3 separate regions of the Mus musculus genome follow, and regions 1 and 3 are each linked to region 2. The links are chromatin contacts, called in public HiChIP or PLAC-seq maps. All regions are on one chromosome and are shown on one strand. Each heading gives the region's core, a stretch centred on a gene start, on an enhancer-like site or on the middle of the called end of the contact. The rest is flanking DNA. Distances are from core to core; before and after follow the strand shown. Region 1 holds the start of Fam32a (family with sequence similarity 32, member A). Region 2 holds the start of Mrpl34 (mitochondrial ribosomal protein L34). Region 3 holds the start of Hsh2d (hematopoietic SH2 domain containing).

The links. HiChIP or PLAC-seq counts read pairs in DNA pulled down with a chosen protein or histone mark.
Region 1: a contact with region 2 is called in a FOXA1 HiChIP or PLAC-seq map of pancreatic cancer cells. The contact joins the promoter of Fam32a here to the promoter of Mrpl34 in region 2. A contact is called at or near these places in 2 of 39 promoter capture datasets (hippocampal neurons and pre-B cells) and 1 of 115 datasets of contacts at active chromatin or transcription factors (pancreatic cancer cells).
Region 3: an HNF4G HiChIP or PLAC-seq map of pancreatic cancer cells shows a contact between it and region 2. The contact joins the promoter of Hsh2d here to the promoter of Mrpl34 in region 2. A contact is called at or near these places in 2 of 39 promoter capture datasets (hippocampal neurons and neural stem cells), 1 of 115 datasets of contacts at active chromatin or transcription factors (pancreatic cancer cells) and 1 of 9 other capture datasets (pancreatic islet).

Annotation. Positions count from the first base shown.
Region 1 is chr8:72,218,441-72,221,140 of GRCm38.p6, reverse strand. Fam32a (family with sequence similarity 32, member A) reads right to left here and starts at 1,396. Exons shown (of 4, transcript NM_026455.5): 1 at 1,281-1,396; 2 at 1,059-1,200. The coding sequence starts at 1,354.
Region 2 is chr8:71,463,497-71,466,196 of GRCm38.p6, reverse strand. Mrpl34 (mitochondrial ribosomal protein L34) reads right to left here and starts at 1,271. Exons shown (of 2, transcript NM_053162.2): 1 at 1,130-1,271; 2 at 444-947. The coding sequence starts at 1,194. The coding sequence ends at 734. It overlaps Abhd8 (abhydrolase domain containing 8), which reads left to right and starts at 2,540. Exons shown (of 5, transcript NM_022419.3): 1 at 2,540-2,700.
Region 3 is chr8:72,188,224-72,190,923 of GRCm38.p6, reverse strand. It overlaps Hsh2d (hematopoietic SH2 domain containing), which reads right to left and starts at 1,256. Exons shown (of 6, transcript NM_197944.1): 1 at 1,237-1,256.

The DNA.
Region 1 (2,700 bases), core at 147-2,646, 750 kb before region 2:
GGCTCCCCCTCTGGCAGCACAGCACAAGAAGACAACACACTCATACACATAAATAAAAATTTCCAACGGTCTTCCACCCAGGGCTGGAGAGATGGCTCAGAGGTTAAGAGCACTGACTGCTCTCTTAGAGGTCCTGAGTTCAAGTCCCAGCCCACATGGTGGCTCACAACCATCTATAATGAGGCCTGGTGCCCTCTTCTGGTTTGCAGGCATATATGCAGGCAGAACACTGCATACATAATAAATAAAGTCTTCCACTCAGGACCAGAGCTACCAACGACAGCAGGAAGGGGTGGCAGACCCTAGGGGACTCTAGTTTGTATCAAGTTGTCCAATTAGGGTGCCCAGAAGGGCCACAAGACCGTAGCCAGCCAGCCCATGTCGTTATTCAATTGCAGAGGCAAAAAAACAAAACAAAACACTCCACTGAAGTACAGGCTATACCAGACCAGAGAACACAATTGGCTGGGAGACAGCAAGGTGACCCACACATCCCAGAAACTCTGTGGGAGTTCCAATACATAATTGATGCCCTTTGTTAGATGGAGAAGGTGCCTTCCTGGGTTTTCTCAACAGGGATATCACATTGTAACACTGCATCCTAGAAGTTCAAGTCTACAGAGATAGTGCCAGGACAACCAAGGCTACATAAAGAAACCTGTCTCAAAGCAAACTAAACAAACAAACAAACACCCAAAATAACTAGTATGGCCTTGTGGGCCATGCTAGCCTCTCCAGGAACTAAAAAGCTGAGGCAGTAGTTCAGGGCCAACTGCAGCCTACATAGAGAGTTACAGAAGAGCCTGGGTTCCATCCACACACACACACAACCTTCAAATAACAAAAGTACATTTGAAGCTAGGAAAGCGAGTTGTCATGGAAACAGACTTTGTGGTAACTTAAGAACAATGAACTTGGCTAGCATTAAGAGCTGATGACATCTGTCTTCCCAGTTCACAAGAAGACCACTTTAGGCAGGGCTACCAGGCTACCAGGAGTTGGGAGAAGGCCTGGGCTACACGGGCAGTTGGAGCCGGCCTGTTCTGCCCCTGCCTCACCCGCTTCTCCTGCATCTTTTCGAAGGCTGCCTGCGCCGGCGTGCGCTTGTCCAGGCAGCGCCTTTTCTCCTCCTCGCTCTTCTTGCTCGTCCCCATGGCCTCCAGCATCTTGGCCTTGTCTTTGTCTTTCTTCTTCTTCTTCCTGAGAGAGAGGGGGACGGTAAGAGGGGCCGGAGCTGGGGGTCGGCCCTCAGGGACAGACCGCGGGCTCCCGGGCCTCACCGCTTTGTCACGCCGAGCTCTGCCACGCCTTTCAGCTTCAGGGGGCCCTTCTGGACTTGCTCGTAGGCCTCCATAGCGCTCGCAAGCCGTGCCCCGGGAACTCCGCCACACTTCCTGTTTGCATACAGTACTTCCGGCCGAAACCCTCCTCGCTTCCTTCTGATTGGTCAGCTAGGACGCACGCGTCCTCAGGGTTCAGAGTAAGTGCACACTTCCGGTCTCGGGTAGTCTTGGCAACTGTCCAACAACATAGCTCGCCTAAAGACACACTTCGTATTTGGGCGTCCATTTCTGACTTTATGGGCATCCACTTTTGCTTTGTGGCATTATTTACTTAATTACTTTTTTTCCAATTTAGAAAATTACAATTACCCAGAACTCCAGAGACAGAGACAGGAGGATCTCTGGATCTCTGGATTCAGCGTGTTTTATGTAGTGACTTCAGGTCAGCCAGAACTAAAGACTGTGTCTCGAAATAAGTAATAAGAAAGAATAAATCTGGGGCTGGTGAGATGGCTCAGTGGGTAAGAGCACCCGACTGCTCTTCCGAAGGTCCAGAGTTCAAATCCCAGCAACCACATGGTGGCTCACAACCATCCGTAACAAGATCTGACTCCCTCTTCTGGTGTGTCTGAAGACAGCTACAATGTACTTACATATAATAATAAATAAATCTTAAAAAAAAAAAGAAAGAATAAATCTTTAAAATTACATTAAAAGTTAGTTACCTGTATACGTGTATGTGAGTGTGTGTACACACGTGCCAGAGCACACGTGGAGTACAGAGGACACTTTGCAGTACTCTCAGGCCTTATGCTGTGGGTTCCTGGGAATCAGACTGATGTGGTCATATTTATAGACGAAGATCCTTTGTCTGCTGAGTCATCTCAATGGTCACAATTATTTTTCTGTGAGTTTGAGGGCAGAAGTGTCATGACACTAAATGAGTCTGATAAACGTGGAATTTGCTGTGTAGACTGCTCTGACCTCTAGCTTGCTGCAGTTCTGACTGAGCATGCAGAAAACTGGAACTGCAGGTGTGTGCCACTGCCCTAGCTTGTCTTGTTGATGTTTTATAGAGGACAGGCTTGCTATGTAGCAGATGATTAAACTGTCTTTTTGGTTGTTTGTTTGTTTTGAGACAGGGTCTCACTGTGTAGCCTTGGCTGTCCTTGTACTCCTTATGTAGGCTATGCTGTTGTGAATTCAGGGATATCCACCTGCCTCTGCCTCCCAAGGGCTGAGTTTAAAGGTGCGTGCCACCATGCCCAGCAACCTTACTTCCCAACTACTGGGATCACAGATGTGCTGGGATTTTTTTTTTTCTATAGCAATTTTGGGGAGTGGGGAGGTTACATTTATTTATTTGTGTGCTGTGTAGAGCAAGTAGAGGTCAGAGCACAACTGTGGGAGCTGCTTT
Region 2 (2,700 bases), core at 22-2,521:
ATATAAATACATCAATCTAAAACAATGCCACACTGGGTGATTTAAGAGTGGTGCTGGCTTCCGATTTGGCCCGATGTCTCGTCTGTAGTTAGTAACTGACTGTCCTCTCCTTTTATGGTGTGCATTCCTGGGATTGAACTTAGGTCCTGAAGCATTATTTAGCAAACGCCTTTACCTGCTGAGTTATGTCAGCAGCCCCTGCCTTGTCATGAAGGGACCCGTTGTCTGATGGGTCACGTGGATTTAGAGCTGGGGTGTTGGAGCACATGGGGGTCAGATCTGAAATAGAAACATAGAGGCCACAGGAACTGAGAGAGAATACTTTCCTGTATGGGGACACAGAACCTATGAACTAAAAGCCCTGTTGGAGTCCTGGGGTCAAGCAGAAGCCCCAAGATCCCTAACCCCGACCAGTCTTCCAGAACTGTAAGTTAATACATACGTAGTGGTTCAAGAAACGTGAATATTTATTAAGTCGGTAATACTTTGGAATGGCTGGAAACGTAGGGGTGGTGTCTGTGTTTTAATGACCCCGTCTTGCAAAGATGCCTTCAAATATATTCACAGAAATGGATGAGGTATCGCAGGTGCTGGTGGTTGGTAAGCAGCCGTCGACGGGGGATGCGTCTAAAAACCTACGAAGGGACAGACCCCCACTTTCAGCTTGCCCCAACTTCTCGCCCTCGGGCAACTCTACCGGCGTCTGAGTCTATTCCCTGCGACGTTGCGCTCCTCAGTGGCTCAGGGACTTGCGGCCCTTCAGCATGCGACGGAGGATGACCTGCACGCCGGCAGGCGTGCTCAGCCGACGGACCCAGCCGTGCTTGTGCTTGCGCTTGATGTTGCTCGGCTGATACTCGTTTCCGCGCGCGCGGCCGCGAGCCTGCTGCAGGGAGAGGAGAGGCCAGGAGTCCGGGAGCCCCATCCAGACTCTGGACTGGAGATACCTGTGGGACCAGAGGAACCGTGAATCTCAGAGAATGTACGCTGTATGACTTTCTGAGCCGCCTTTGTAATGGGCAGGGCAACAAAAGAGCTTGTTTACAAAAGGCGCTACATAAGTACGCATGGTAGTCTATAGAGACCACCCTTGTTTCCATTCTGGAGCAGGGTATCTCTGAACACTCACCTGCCACTCAATAGGGCCACCGATCTGCAGGCCTGGCACCCAAAGCACCGGGCTAGGAAAGCCATATCCAGCGGCGGGTCAATGGTCCGGTCGTCCGGGTCAATGCCAGTTCCTACACTCTGGGCTCCTTGACAATGCCTTCTGGGAAATGTAGTTCTTGTTGCCGCGGGGCCTTCCGGGAGCTGTAGTTCCACACCTGCAGGTGACGATAGTGGGGTGGGGGTTGGGGGATGTCTGTCCTCAGTGGCATGTAGTTCTCCAAAATGACCAGGAGAGGGCGAACGAATGTAAACTCCTGCGTGTGCGTATGACATTCTGTCCCCCTGGCCTTCTGGGAGTTGTAGTTCTTCGCCTCGGCCACTGGTAGAGGGCGCCCCAGAGTGGTGGTGACGACTCTGGCAGCAGTCTGGAGAACTGGCTGCTGGCCTTTTCACCCGCCCTCATTGAAGACGGGCAGCTGGCACGCAGCGGGCTGGCAGCTTCTTGGCGCCCGCAGCCAAGACTTCTCTTGGCGCGCGGCCCGGATGTCCTTGAGTTCCAGCTCTTCATAATCTCGAAAACTCGTGCGTTGTGAATTTGCTCTGGTTAGTTTAATCCTTCAGGCTGGCCTGGGGGAATTTTCTTCCCGCAGCTCAGATCTGGACTCCTGTTCACACACCTTCCATAGCTCTCCACTGTTTAAAGAAGATGTCCAGACAGCCGTGCCAGCAGCCACAGGAAGCCGTACACACCAGCATTTCTGAAGTTCATGGTCCTTACCATGAACTAAATGGTAAAATGGCTAGTTGTGCCTACAAATAATTGAGGCGATGTGTTGAGTACTTATTGTATGTAGAAGGTGTGTAGAAGGGATGGCGACAAGTGTTTGGGCTGCACCTTGAGCCCATGAGCGAACAGCGCGCCAGGGTGGGAAGGTTAGCCTGGGGCTCAGTCTTGGTGTAGCAGAGACCCCATCACTAGGATGCAATTCCCATTCGCTAGTTCTGCAGCAGCTCTGACACTTCTGACACAGCCTCTGGTTCAAATGCCTGCCTTGATGTTTTGTCTGTTTCCCGACCTGAAAGTGTAGAGATTTGGAAGTGTGCAGAACGAGAAGGTCAAGAGACAGAGGGCATACCGCCTTGCGGGAGGCAGAAGCTGGCTGAGGAGACCCTGTCCCAGACAGAGCACATCCACCACACCCCCAAGCTACTCGCTGTCCCTCGACTGCAAGCCCTTCTCGGTCCAGGCTCTAGCCCATCCCTCCCTCATTCCCCCCAAACTCTTCACAGGGGTGGGGCTGCTGCTTGCAGACCGCGCGCTGATCCTGGGAAGAGAAGCCTCTGGTTGGACGGTTATCTAGGCCAGACGGCTCGCCGCTGCCATAGGCCGAGATGCCTGCCCATCTGCTCCAGGCCCCGCCCACGCTGGGTGGGACTTACAGGGCCGGTTTGCTACGCGGCTGCGGGATGCCCCTGCGTTGACCGTCCGGGCCCGCGCCTGTCCGCGCTAATGCGGCCAACCCCGCACCACCATGTAAGCGGCACCTGCAGGTGGACGCTGGCTTCTCCGCCCGGGACCCCTGCGTCCTG
Region 3 (2,700 bases), core at 7-2,506, 720 kb before region 2:
GCCATTAAGCTTATGCAGGCACTGGGAACTAAACTCAGCAACTCTGCAAGAGCAGTGTACACTCTTAACTGCCGACTCTCCAGCCTCATTCTAATATTTAAAAATTTTGAATGTGTATGGGGGGGGTGACCATGTGTACAGACACGTGTGTGTGCAGCTGTGTGTGTAGGCCTGCAGCTGACACTGGCTCTTCCTCACTTACTCTTCACTGTATGGATTGAAACAGTCTTTGAATGAAGGTTGGCTGCCTTGCCGAGTGTGACTAGACAACGTCCCTAGGAGGGTCTCCCACTGCCTCCTTTCTCTTCTTTTTTTTTTTTTTTTTTTTTGTCTTTGTTTTTTTTCAAGACGGGTTTTCTTTGTAAAGCCCTGGCTGTCCGGGGAACTTGCTCTATAGACCAGGCTGGCCTTGAACTCAGAGATCCCCCTGCCTCTGCCTCTGCCTCTGGAGTGCACCACCCACTTCAGTTTACTTCCCCTTTTTATTTCATTATTCACTGTGCTTCACAGGCAGAGACAGGCACATGTTTGCCACAGTGCTCTAGTTCTGACCGTGTTCAAGCACATTGGAGTCTAGGCCTCCAGGAGTGCAACAGACAATCCTGTCCAGGCTATCACCTACCAACATGTCTCCCAGAGTGTAGCACCATCATGAAGCAGATACACGTGTCTCTAAAGTACAGCTGAACCCAGCTACATGCTACACAGAAAGGTCTCAATGTTTATTCTCTTTCTACTTCAGAACACTCCTACAAGTCTTTCAAGACTCAATACAAATGTCCCTTCCTCCAGCCAGCTTCCCTGCCTCCCCTGCTCAAACAAAACCCTGGCCACAGTCCCACCCTCTCCCGGAGCTTCTCAGTTAAATTCCTTCCTTTCTCTGGCAGCTCCAGTAAAACCCCGTGGGGCCGGAGGGGCTTTACCTCTCTCTGCCTTCCCCTCGTGGTTTTCTTGGAACACTTGGTTTCTATGAATCAGGTCTCACCATGTAGCTAGCTGAAACCAGCCTCAAACGTGTACAGCCTGCCTCGGCCTCCAAAGCGCTGCAATGACTTGTGTGGAGAGCCATGCCAGAGTTTAGCCCTTGCAATGCTTTCCTCCTCTGGTAAACCCTTCTCTCATCTTCTAGCACCACTACACCCAGTGCTGAAGTCCCAGAGCCTCTGAAGCTGGGGCATGTTGGGATGCAGGGATGCCAGGATTCTGGATGCAGGGTGCAGGATGTAGGATGCATACCTTGGACAGCTTGGGTTGTGTTCCGAAGGGCTCTTGAGCTGGCTTGAGCTGGAGTTTAAGTTTCGGTTCAGGGTCCACACGTCAGAGGGGCAGGGCCAGGAGCCTCAGTCAGTTCCTGTTTCCTCCAGCAGGTGAACAGGGTGGGACCAGAATAACTCTCAAGGCTTGAGTCTGAGGCTGGAGTTGTTCTTGCCAAGCCTTGCTCAGTACTTACTCTCTACCAACTCTATGGAATCGCTGAGACAGCTGCCGCCCTGCTTCCCAATATTGGTATTCTTCTAGTTTTTTTCCCCCTTGAGATACAGCTTTATGCACCCCAATTGGGGTGCTGAAGTAGACTCTTGCCTCGACCTCAGGGTTTACCATCATGCCAAGATTATGCATTGCTGGGGATGGAACCCAGGGCTTCATGCTTGCTAAGTGAGCTACAATCACTTTACCTACTGAGCTACAAGCACTCTACCTACTGAGCTAGATTCCCAGCCTCTTAACAGCAACCTTGAAGTAGTCATAGGTCAGGAAATGGGCATATGGCAATCAGAGAGTGAAAGGCAACAAGTAGGAGAGGCTGCTTGGGGGGGACAGGATACAGGAACAGTATGCATATACAGGACAGGGAACTGCATATGCCCCAGACATGAAGGAGACATGAAAGGACAGACTTGCTGCACACACAACACCTATCATACCTTCCTTTGCAAAACTCATTTGAAATATCATTCTACAGTCATGTTGCCCTCTAGGCCAACATCAAAGCAAGATGGCTTGGGTCTGTAGTTGCAGTACTCAGTAGCCTGAGGCAGGAGGATTTGGGGTTCCAGGCTAGCCTGGGCTAACATAGGGACATTCAAACTCAATATCCAAACTAAACCAAAGCAAGAAAGCAAGCAAGCAAGCAAACAAACAAACAAACAAAACAAACTGGAGTAAACCATAGAGTCCATCTATCTTATTCTGGTTTTTTTCTCCCTTCTGTTTTTTATTTTTCTAAAACAGGATCTCACAGCATCCTGGCTGGCCTGGAATCCACAGAACACTGAGGATGATGTTGCATCTCTGCTCTTCCTGTCTCTATCTCCTGGGTGCTGGGATCATAGAGGTGTCTGTATTTTCTGCGATACTGGGATGGGACCCAGGAGTTCTTTCACCATATGTGAGTACCCTGCCAACTGAGCTGCAGACCCAGTCCATGCCTGATTTTTCTTCTGATTTTAAAATGAACTACAATGTATGTGCACACTCTGGGTCCTGGGTGATGTGTCCCTGTACCTAACAGGCATAGCTGACTTGGCTGTAAGCTTCCTGGCCCACCCCTTCTTGCCTCTGCACCCAGTGCATTTCCGTCTTGCCTCTGCACCCAGTGCATTTCCACCTATCCTGGGTCTTTGGAATGAACACTTTCTAGGATAGAGTTGGTGCCTCTCTGACCCCTGCTCCTCTCCAGGGTGGCATAGGCTTGGGAGT